Linked DNA regions of Mus musculus: region 1 is linked to region 2. The links are chromatin contacts, called in public Hi-C maps. All regions are on one chromosome and are shown on one strand. Each heading gives the region's core, a stretch centred on a gene start, on an enhancer-like site or on the middle of the called end of the contact. The rest is flanking DNA. Distances are from core to core; before and after follow the strand shown.

What was found. Hi-C and Micro-C count contacts between places; a contact is called where the count stands out from the background.
Region 1: a contact with region 2 is called in a Hi-C map of bone marrow-derived macrophages, with 22 read pairs. The contact joins two enhancer-like sites. A contact is called at or near these places in 1 of 15 datasets of contacts at CTCF or cohesin (large pre-B cells), 22 of 484 Hi-C or Micro-C datasets (B cells, ECoMG myeloid progenitors, ECoMG-derived neutrophils and 11 more) and 2 of 115 datasets of contacts at active chromatin or transcription factors (embryonic basal ganglia and embryonic stem cells).

Annotation. Positions count from the first base shown.
Region 1 is chr5:136,662,337-136,666,769 of GRCm38.p6, reverse strand. All of the region lies in intron 2 of Gm38722 (a long non-coding RNA gene), which reads right to left. Among named protein-coding and RNA genes, the nearest start is that of Myl10, 29 kb to the left of the region's middle. Within about 2 kb of position 2,044, at least 23 of the 459 cell types and tissues checked have an H3K27ac peak or open chromatin away from gene starts, as enhancers often do. A contact at or near this core is called in bone marrow-derived macrophages, where this site is marked.
Region 2 is chr5:136,394,654-136,398,881 of GRCm38.p6, reverse strand. The region is part of intron 3 of Cux1 (cut-like homeobox 1); the gene reads left to right. It overlaps Gm16599 (a long non-coding RNA gene), which reads right to left. Exons shown (of 3, transcript XR_868598.3): 2 at 3,536-3,622. Among named protein-coding and RNA genes, the nearest start is that of Gm16599, 3.9 kb to the right of the region's middle. Within about 2 kb of position 1,976, at least 67 of the 459 cell types and tissues checked have an H3K27ac peak or open chromatin away from gene starts, as enhancers often do. A contact at or near this core is called in bone marrow-derived macrophages, where this site is marked.

The sequences.
Region 1 (4,433 bases), core at 795-3,294, 270 kb before region 2:
ATGCTACACACATCAGTGCACACCCCCCAGAGCATGCACACACAAGCACATGTACTGCCCAGCACTCGCATACATAAAGCATGCACATAGTCACACATGTGTGTTTTACACACCCACATACATGCTCGGGTGTGTTTCACAACTGCACTCCCACTGAGGGCACTTGGTGGGATGACTCAGTGGTCACATCTGCAGACCAATGCTGCTGAACCCATAAGTTAATTATTACTGGAGCTGGGGAGATAGCTCAGTAAAGTGCTGGCCACAGAAGCATGAAGACCAGAATTTGATCCCAGAACCCATGTAAAAAAGCCAATTGTTGTGACATTCATTTCTAATCCCAGCGCTGGGAGCCAGAGGCAGGTGGACCCATGCTGGCCAGGCAGCCCAGACAAACTCATGAACTGTAGGCCAGTGAGAGACCCCGTCTCAAAAATAAGATAGACATTGTCCTGAAGACTAATACCTGAGACTGACCCCACAAGCACTCAAGTGTACGCCTTTACACATGAACATCACACAAACACATACCCCAAATCCACAGGCATACATTCAGGCAAAGCACTCAAACACATTAAATTAAAGTTTGGGAAAGTAAATATATATAATCTTTTTTTTTTTTTGGTTTTTCCAGACAGGGTATAATCTTTTTTAAAATCTTAACAAAGTAAAGTCCATACTGAATGGAGGCTGCACAGCATCCTCTTCATGGTCCCCACCAGAGCACCTCACACTTCCAAACTGACATCACGAAGCAGGGGAGCCCTTCAAGTCCTCCCATCAAGAGGGGGTCCTCAAAGAAGTTTTCAGCCCTTCCTTGGATCCAGGTAGGCACCTGTGAGCCCAAGAAGGGGTGCCAAGTGTGAAAAGCAGGTGTTCCCCAAATCCCACAAGCACGGGGGCTGCAGTCACATACTTCTAGAATGAGGGGCATTTATATCCACAGGCACATCATAAACAAAGATCCACAAGTACACAGAGAGACACACAGTCATACAGACAGACAAACACACACATGGCTACACATACAGACACATGCAGACAGACACACATATAGACAGACAGACATACACATAGTCATACATACAGATACACACAGACAGACAGACACGTACATATAGACAGACAGACACACATGTCCACACATACACACACACACTCATATACAGACAGACACACTCACACATAGCCACAATATAGACACACACATACATATACACAGCCACACATACACAGCCACACATATACACACTCACATACAGATATACCCACACAAAGATGCACACTCACACATAGCCACACAGACAGACAGACACATAGATATACACACACACACATGGAGACACACACATACGCAATCATACACATAGCCACACACACACATAGACAGCAATTCATTCACACACTTACACGCAAACAGATACATACTTGAAAGCTAGCATTTATTTACAGAGTCACCCCCATGCAGGGAAATACATTCACACACAACAGACACACAAACATACATGCGAACACACTAATACCCAAATTCACACACACTGACACTCCCTGAGTCATTTCTTCTTGTTTTCCTCCTCCTCCTCTTCCCTCTTCCTCCTCCTCCTTCTCTTTGTTTCTCCCCCTCATCTCATTTGTACTAGTCTCACATAGCCCAGGCTATCCTTGAATTCATTATGCAGTCAAGAATGGCTTTGAATTTCTGATTCTCCTGCCTCTACCTCCTGGGTGTTAGGATTACAAGTGTGCACCAATGCCTGGATGCCCATAGTTTGTCTTAAAGAATACTCTATACTAGGAAGTTGAGAGCAGAGCAACTACCACATGGACACAAAAACCCAGGTCGGGCCAAAAGCAGGCTAAGACTAAGGTCGGGGCTACGGCCAAAGTCTAGTTAGCACTTGCCGCTGCGCCACCCACTTTCTCCTTATTTTGGCCTCTAAGTGTCAGGAGTCATAGCCCAGTGAGGGATCCAGACTCCCATCTCTCCTTTGCTGTTCTCTCTTTTTAACAACCAAGAAACGGGAAGTTAGACTGGTTTCCACAAACACCACTAGGTGGCGCTCCGCTAACGAAAATCTGAATGGACCGCACGGCCAGCTCATCCAGACCAAGGCTGACCTCCTGCCTCCATCTAAGTCACAGTGCCCCAGGTTCTCAATCCCTGTGTGTCCCAGCCTCAGCTTCCATTTAAGGCCTGAGGCAGATAAATGGGAGAGGGGACAAGGTTAGCTTATGGCTGCTCCCACCCAAGTGGTTCATATCCACTCTGCCTCCCTAGTTTCTAGAACGGAACAGAGGCAGGGTCAGGACGGGGCTCATTGGTAGAGCCGCACCTACAAACACCCAGTGAAGGAGCTGGGAGCCTGGCTCAACAGCAGAGCACCTGCAAAGCCCTGGATCCTAACTCCAGCACCAAAACTTAGTGAGTTAATCAAATTAAAAGTGCGATGATAGAGCCAGGCATGGTGGCAGCTGACTATAATCCTAGCAGCACTCGGGAGGCTGAAGTGGGTAGAAATTGGATTTTAAGGGCAGCCTGAGCTATGGTGAGATAAAGGTTCAGTAAGCAATAGTGACTCAGTTTCCCTCTTTCAGTTCCCCTGGGACAGCACTACCTAGCATCTATCTTTGCCCTCTCAGTTTGGGGGGGATGGTTTCAAAGCCCATAGAGAGATGGGAAGACCCATACTCTCCACTATACCCAAACGAAAGGGTCAGAGGCCCAGGTCCACCACTGAGCCGGCCCCATCCAAGGGAGCAGTTTTAATTTTACTGCTTGTCAGTCCAGGATCCATCCAACATTCCTTCCTCCAGGAAGGCTTTCATGACTTACTCCTAAGTAAAGACTCCAGCTGGACCTTCTACAGTAGGAAGTCCTGGGCCACAAAGTACTGTGGACTCAGAAGGTCCCCTAGTCAGACACACGGTGGGCTTGGCCAGTTGTCAGTGACGGGCTCTGGGGCAGAGATAGAATCACGATACTGGATCTTGGGAAAGCCTGTGAGGTGTCAGACACTGGTGTGATTAGAAAGGCCTTTAGGGTAGGTGATGAAAACTTAGAAAATACCCTAAGAGAAGTAGGTTTCATCTCATGTCATGAACCTCACTGGCTCAGAGAGGTCAAGTGGCTGATAGAACATCACACAGCAGAAGCAACACACAACGTGAGGCTGAGTGAAAAAAAAAGGGGGGGGAAGGAGAGGGAAAGAAAACTAAAATTAAGAAAATAAATATATGGGCCAGGTGTGGTGGCACACGCCTTTAATCCCAGCACTTGGGAGGCAGAGGCAGGCAAATTTCTGAGTTCGAGGCCAGCCTGGTCTACAAAGTGAGTTCCAGGACAGCCAGGGCTACACAGAGAAACCCTGTCCCGAAAAAAAAAAGAAAGAAAGAAAGAAAGAAAGAAAGAAAGAAAGAAAGAAAGAAAGAAAGAAAGAAAGGAAGGAAGGAAGGAAGGAAGGAAGAAAGGAAGGAAGAAAGGAAGGAAGAAAAGAAAATACATATATATATGAACACATGTATACACATGCACATACACTCCTTAGAATAGTCCAGATGGCACCTTTAACTTGTATCAAATGTTATCTACTTCTGTAAGACTCACCCCTAGGTACTATCTGTCACCCTGCCATATTAGCCTTGAGTAATAGACAGACTGCAGTAATACAGTCACCAGGACAATGACAGCAGTAATGAATGTCCCTGTGTGTGTAGAGGTCAGCAGGGCTGGGTCAGGCTGGGTCAGCAGGGCTGGGTCAGCTCAGGCAGCCTCCCCGATGCCAAGTCCCTGCAGTCCATGGACTCAGGCTGAGAGTCCTAGGGCACAGGGCAGATCCAGATGGAAACCCCAGGAAGGCACAGAGGCAGGAGTGAGCTCTGCACTGGCCTTGGGAGTCTGTGTTCTTGCCCCTGGGCAGCTCTGGGTCCTGCTTGGAGCTTCATTCATACAAGGTGAGCTGGCCTGGCTGAGCAGCAGAGAGTGGAGGGGGCGTAGAGACATAAACAGAGAGGCATGTTGCCACTGTGAAGACCACCCAGGGATGCGCATCAGGCCCCTCCTTCTCCCATTCCTTCCCTCTCCCGCTTCCTTTCTTTTCTCAGTGCCGGTCACTATTCATTCACCCAGAGTGTCAGCATCTTCCTCCTCCTCACCTCACAAACCAGCCGGACCAGCCACGAAGCCGGCCAGCGCCGAGGCCAGGCCCTCGGGTGCCAGGTTACCCAGCATGTATCAGAAGACAGCTGACTTCTCTGCTTCCCCTTCCAGAAGCCTGGAAAAGGCGCCAGGCCCAGCTCCCAGCCCCCTCGACATCTGCCACATGGGTGACTGGTGCCAAGTGTCCCTGGACAAGACAATATCTTAAGACTCCCCTTGGGCCAGGTGTGGTGGCCCACGCCATTAATCCCAGCACTTGGCAGAGGCAGAGGCAGAG
Region 2 (4,228 bases), core at 727-3,226:
GTCTTGCAACTAAAATAGGTTGTGTCTTCATCACTAGGGTCATACTATCCAATTATAGTGGACGACTAAGTACGGAATGTAGCCTGTGTTGTGTGTGTGTGTGGGGGGGGGCAGTGTCTTCTCCCCTGACCAACAATTTGTAGGGAGGTCTCCCCTGCCTTGCATAAGATTTTCTTTAAATAATTCATGGTTTTTCGGGAAAACATAGTCTCTCCAGCCCTAGAAATTGTTGGGTTTTTTTGTTTTTTCTTTGTTTTTCTCTGTATAGCCCTGGCTATCCTGGTAGTTGTTTTGTAGACCAGGCTGGCCTTGAACTCAAGAGATTTGCCTGCCTATGCGTTCCAAGTGCTGGGATTAAGGGCATGCTAAGATTACAGGCATGTGCCACTATGACTAGGTTATAGGATGCAGGGGATAGAACCTAGGGATTCATGCATGCAGGACCAGCACTCCACCAACTGTCTCACTACCTCAGGCAGCCAGTCCTCTGGGAATACTTCCCTGCAGCCCTTCCATGGTTTCCTGAAGTAAAAGATGGTGGGAAGGAAGAGAAGGCTCTGGCTTGCTGGGTGGAGATTGTAAACCTCTTCACACTGTTTTTTTCATGGTGGGAATGAAGGAATGAATGAACGAATGAGCCAGTGAATGAGCCAGGCAGCTGGGCCCTCCCACCTCTGCACCTAGCCTGCTGCTGTACTGTGACCTGTCCTCTGCAGCTTACCTCTAAGTCTGCTTGAGCTTTAGGAAAATGGCAGGCAACTAATCCAGCATCCTCAACAGCGCTGCCTGCAGTCCCTTCCTGAAAATGGAAGTCGGTGGTAACTTAAGGGCCCTGCAAATGTCTTGAGAGGATGTTAATTATCAGTCTGACTCTCTGAGGGCTTCCTCCTCTGGCATGCCACACCTCTGCTGTGGCCATGCTCTTGCCCATTTCATTCTTTGTGGCTACATCCTCTTTCAGATTTTTACTAAAGCACACTTTCCTCATCCAAAGTGGGATGGCTTGGGCTGGCAAGGTGGCAAAGACAGGAATGGCATTTGCCAGCAAGCCTAATGACCTGAATTTGATCCTCAGAACCCACATAATAGAGGGAGAGAGCTGACTCCTGTATAGTATTCTCTGACCTCCACATTCAATAAACAAATGGAAAGGAAAGGAAAGGAAAGGAAAGGAAAGGAAAGGAAAGGAAAGGAAAGGAAAAAAAAAAAGAAAGGAAAGGAAAAAAAGAAAGGAAAGGAAAAGGAAAAGAAAGGAAAGGAAAGGAAAAAAGAAAGGAAAGGAAAAGGAAAAGGAAAGGAAAGGAAAGGAAAGGGGAAGGGGGAAAAGAGGTGGGGAGGGAAAGGGAAAAGGAAAAGAGACTTTTCTTTTGTAGCCCAGGCTGACTTTTAGTTCAACATGTCAGCAAGAATGATCTTGACTCCTGTTCCTTCTGCCTGCCAGTCCCAGATGCTGGGGTAGCAGGGGTGCCACCATGCCCAGGATCCTGGAAAAAGCTGTTCCTGCTACTGCTATGAAACACTGCTGTTATAGGTCGTTCATATAGAAACTAACTTGTTATCTCTATATATGTTTTGGGACTTATTTCAGCTGCACTGTCAACTTTGGAATAAAAGAGTCACGGCTCCCTAAGTTAAGCCAGCATCACACAGGGACTACTCTGGGAAGGTTACATTTCCCCCTTTGCACTAGCATAGTGCAATATTAAATACAGACAGTCTTCAACAGAGATCCCAACTGTCAAGTGTAAACACACTAGGCCTGTGGCTCCATGAGTACAACTCTTGCCTAGCATGCACAAAGCCATCACCCACAACTACTAAACTGAGTACAGAGGATCACACCTATGATCTCAGCATTCCTGCAGTGGAGGCAGGAGGCTCAAAAATCCAAGCACATACTTGCCTACATGTCAAATTCAAGGCCAGCCTGGGCTCTATGAGGCCTTGACTCAAAATGAGAAGACAGAAAGAGGAAATGTACAGTGGAAGTGTGTGGTCATGTTGCTGGAGGGAGATGGGGAGGCTCACTTGTAGAAAGCTGCCTAGGTGTGTGTGTGGTGGGAAAGTGTTTGCAGTGGCTGTAACAGCCCAAGGCTATCTTTACACCATGTCCCAAAAAACAGGTGCTCATGCGCAGGCAACCCTTTCCTTATTAACCAGCTTCAGAGTAATGTGATGACAGACTCCCAGACCATGAGCTTTCCTGCAGGTGAAAACCTTCCTCATTGAGTGTGGGTTTCCATTCTCAGAAAGAATATAGAAGCTGCAGCAAAAATCGTCCTTTTGGGATTGCCCAGAGGAGGCGAGTCAGCTCTGTAGCCTGGTAACAACAGTCTGATGCCCTATGCTGGTGGGAGTGGCCTCAATTTATAGGTAGAACTGAGCCCAGCCCCAGAGATCAGTAGAACATTCCAATGAGGCGCCTTCCAGGCTGAGTGGAAATTGCTTGGTACTCTCAGGAACAGGGAGTGACCGGGTGTGGCGGGGGTGGGGGGAGGTGTGGCTGTCAGGAGGTGAGTCCCAAACAGAAGAGGAAGCTCGTGGAGCTGGACAGTTTTTACAGGTGGCCGGAGCCTGTTGTTTTCATGATCCACCCTAGCCCTGCCATCACAGTAGTACCTCTGTCCTTTCCTCTTGTTCATTTTGCTATTGTGGGGTGGGAACAGTAGATAGAATGTCCACCTCAGGCTCATGTGAATACCAAGGGGCCATTAGGTATAACCTGGGAACCTGATTCCACACTCTCCCTTCATACCTCTCCCAAAGAGCTGCCATGTTCCTGTGTGCCACTGCCGAGGTACACAGTGACAGATAAGGATAGGTTCCTTTCTGTCTCCCTTTTTGAATGATAAAGGGTCTAGACAAAAGGACCATTCCTTTCATAGATACCTGCTGGCTTGCTCTTACAGGGAACAAAGTCAATGCCACTTGTTTTTCCTCTGTGTTAGGTCATTTGACTATGTTAGATCACTTGCTTGTTCAGCCCTGGCAGGTGACGTTTGTCATTTCTAGCTGCTGGCAGTTCTGGTCAAGCAGCCAGCCCCAAAGTTCTGGCACTTCCTCCCAACCCTGCTCTTCCCTAGAACTCTTCCAGCCAGAGGGAAGTCTGGACTGAAAGTGGAGGAAGTAGGCTTGGGCATAGATACTGCCTTGCCTGGATATGCCTGAGAAGGCTCATGTGAAAGCCTAGAAACTGAGTGGCAGCCGCTCACTGGCTGTGAGCAGTGAACAAGAGCAGCCACCACAGGAAAGATGAGCTGGGGACTAGTGCATACTTCAGGGCAGCAGCCATGGGAAGGAGACAGAAGAAGGGGATCACAGAAGAAGGAGGCTATTGGACTCCTCAGAACGTACTGATCATTCCAGACGTTTGACAAGGCTTGCCAGGGAGCTGGCGGCCTCAGCTAGAAAGCCAGCCTCTCTTAAACCTCATGGACTAGGGATATAGCTCATATAGTTGGTAGAGCATTTACCAACTGTACTTGAAATCATGAGTTCGACCCCCTGCTGAATAAACTGGAATGGGAGCACATACCTGTGGAGGCCAGAAGATGAGGCATTCAAGGTCATCCCCAGCTACAGAGTGAAATCAAAAGTAGTCTGTGCTACACGAGACTTTGTCCTGGAAGGAAAGAAAGGAAGAAAAAAAGAGAACTTCATATATACTTCTTAGATGACTTAAACCCACTGCCTGCCCTTGTCTTGGGACTGGATTTGAACTTGGTCAGTCACATTTGTGGAAGGTTTGAAGGAAGGAGAGCTCAGAGCTATGGAATTCATTTCCCGATGCTGTCAAGTGGCTTAAACACTAGAACTGAGTGCCTTCTAGTCCTGGGTCTGAAGGACTGGTTAAGTGTGTGAACAGGGCTGGCTGCTTGTGGAGAGCAAGGTAGTGGTGGATGACATTCCTCGTGTGGGGGCAGCACCCCAGCTCTGACTTTCTTTGTCAGTAACACTCTCCCTGCTCGTGTCTGTTGCAGGGTGTGTGTGTGTGTGTGTATGTGTGTGTGTGTGTAACCTGGGAAGGGTAGTCCATGACCCAAACCATACTCCAAGAACATGGGGCAAAAAGTTTGCTTAGTTTTCACTCTAAAGCATACAGTGACGCTGCGTCAGTTCACTTTTGGGAGCTCGCCTCACAATCTGATGCAATTAGCTAACTGCCACAAAAGGGAAGCTGTGATGGGGCAAAGGCTGGAGAAATAGGCACATCAAAAAATGGGAAGGG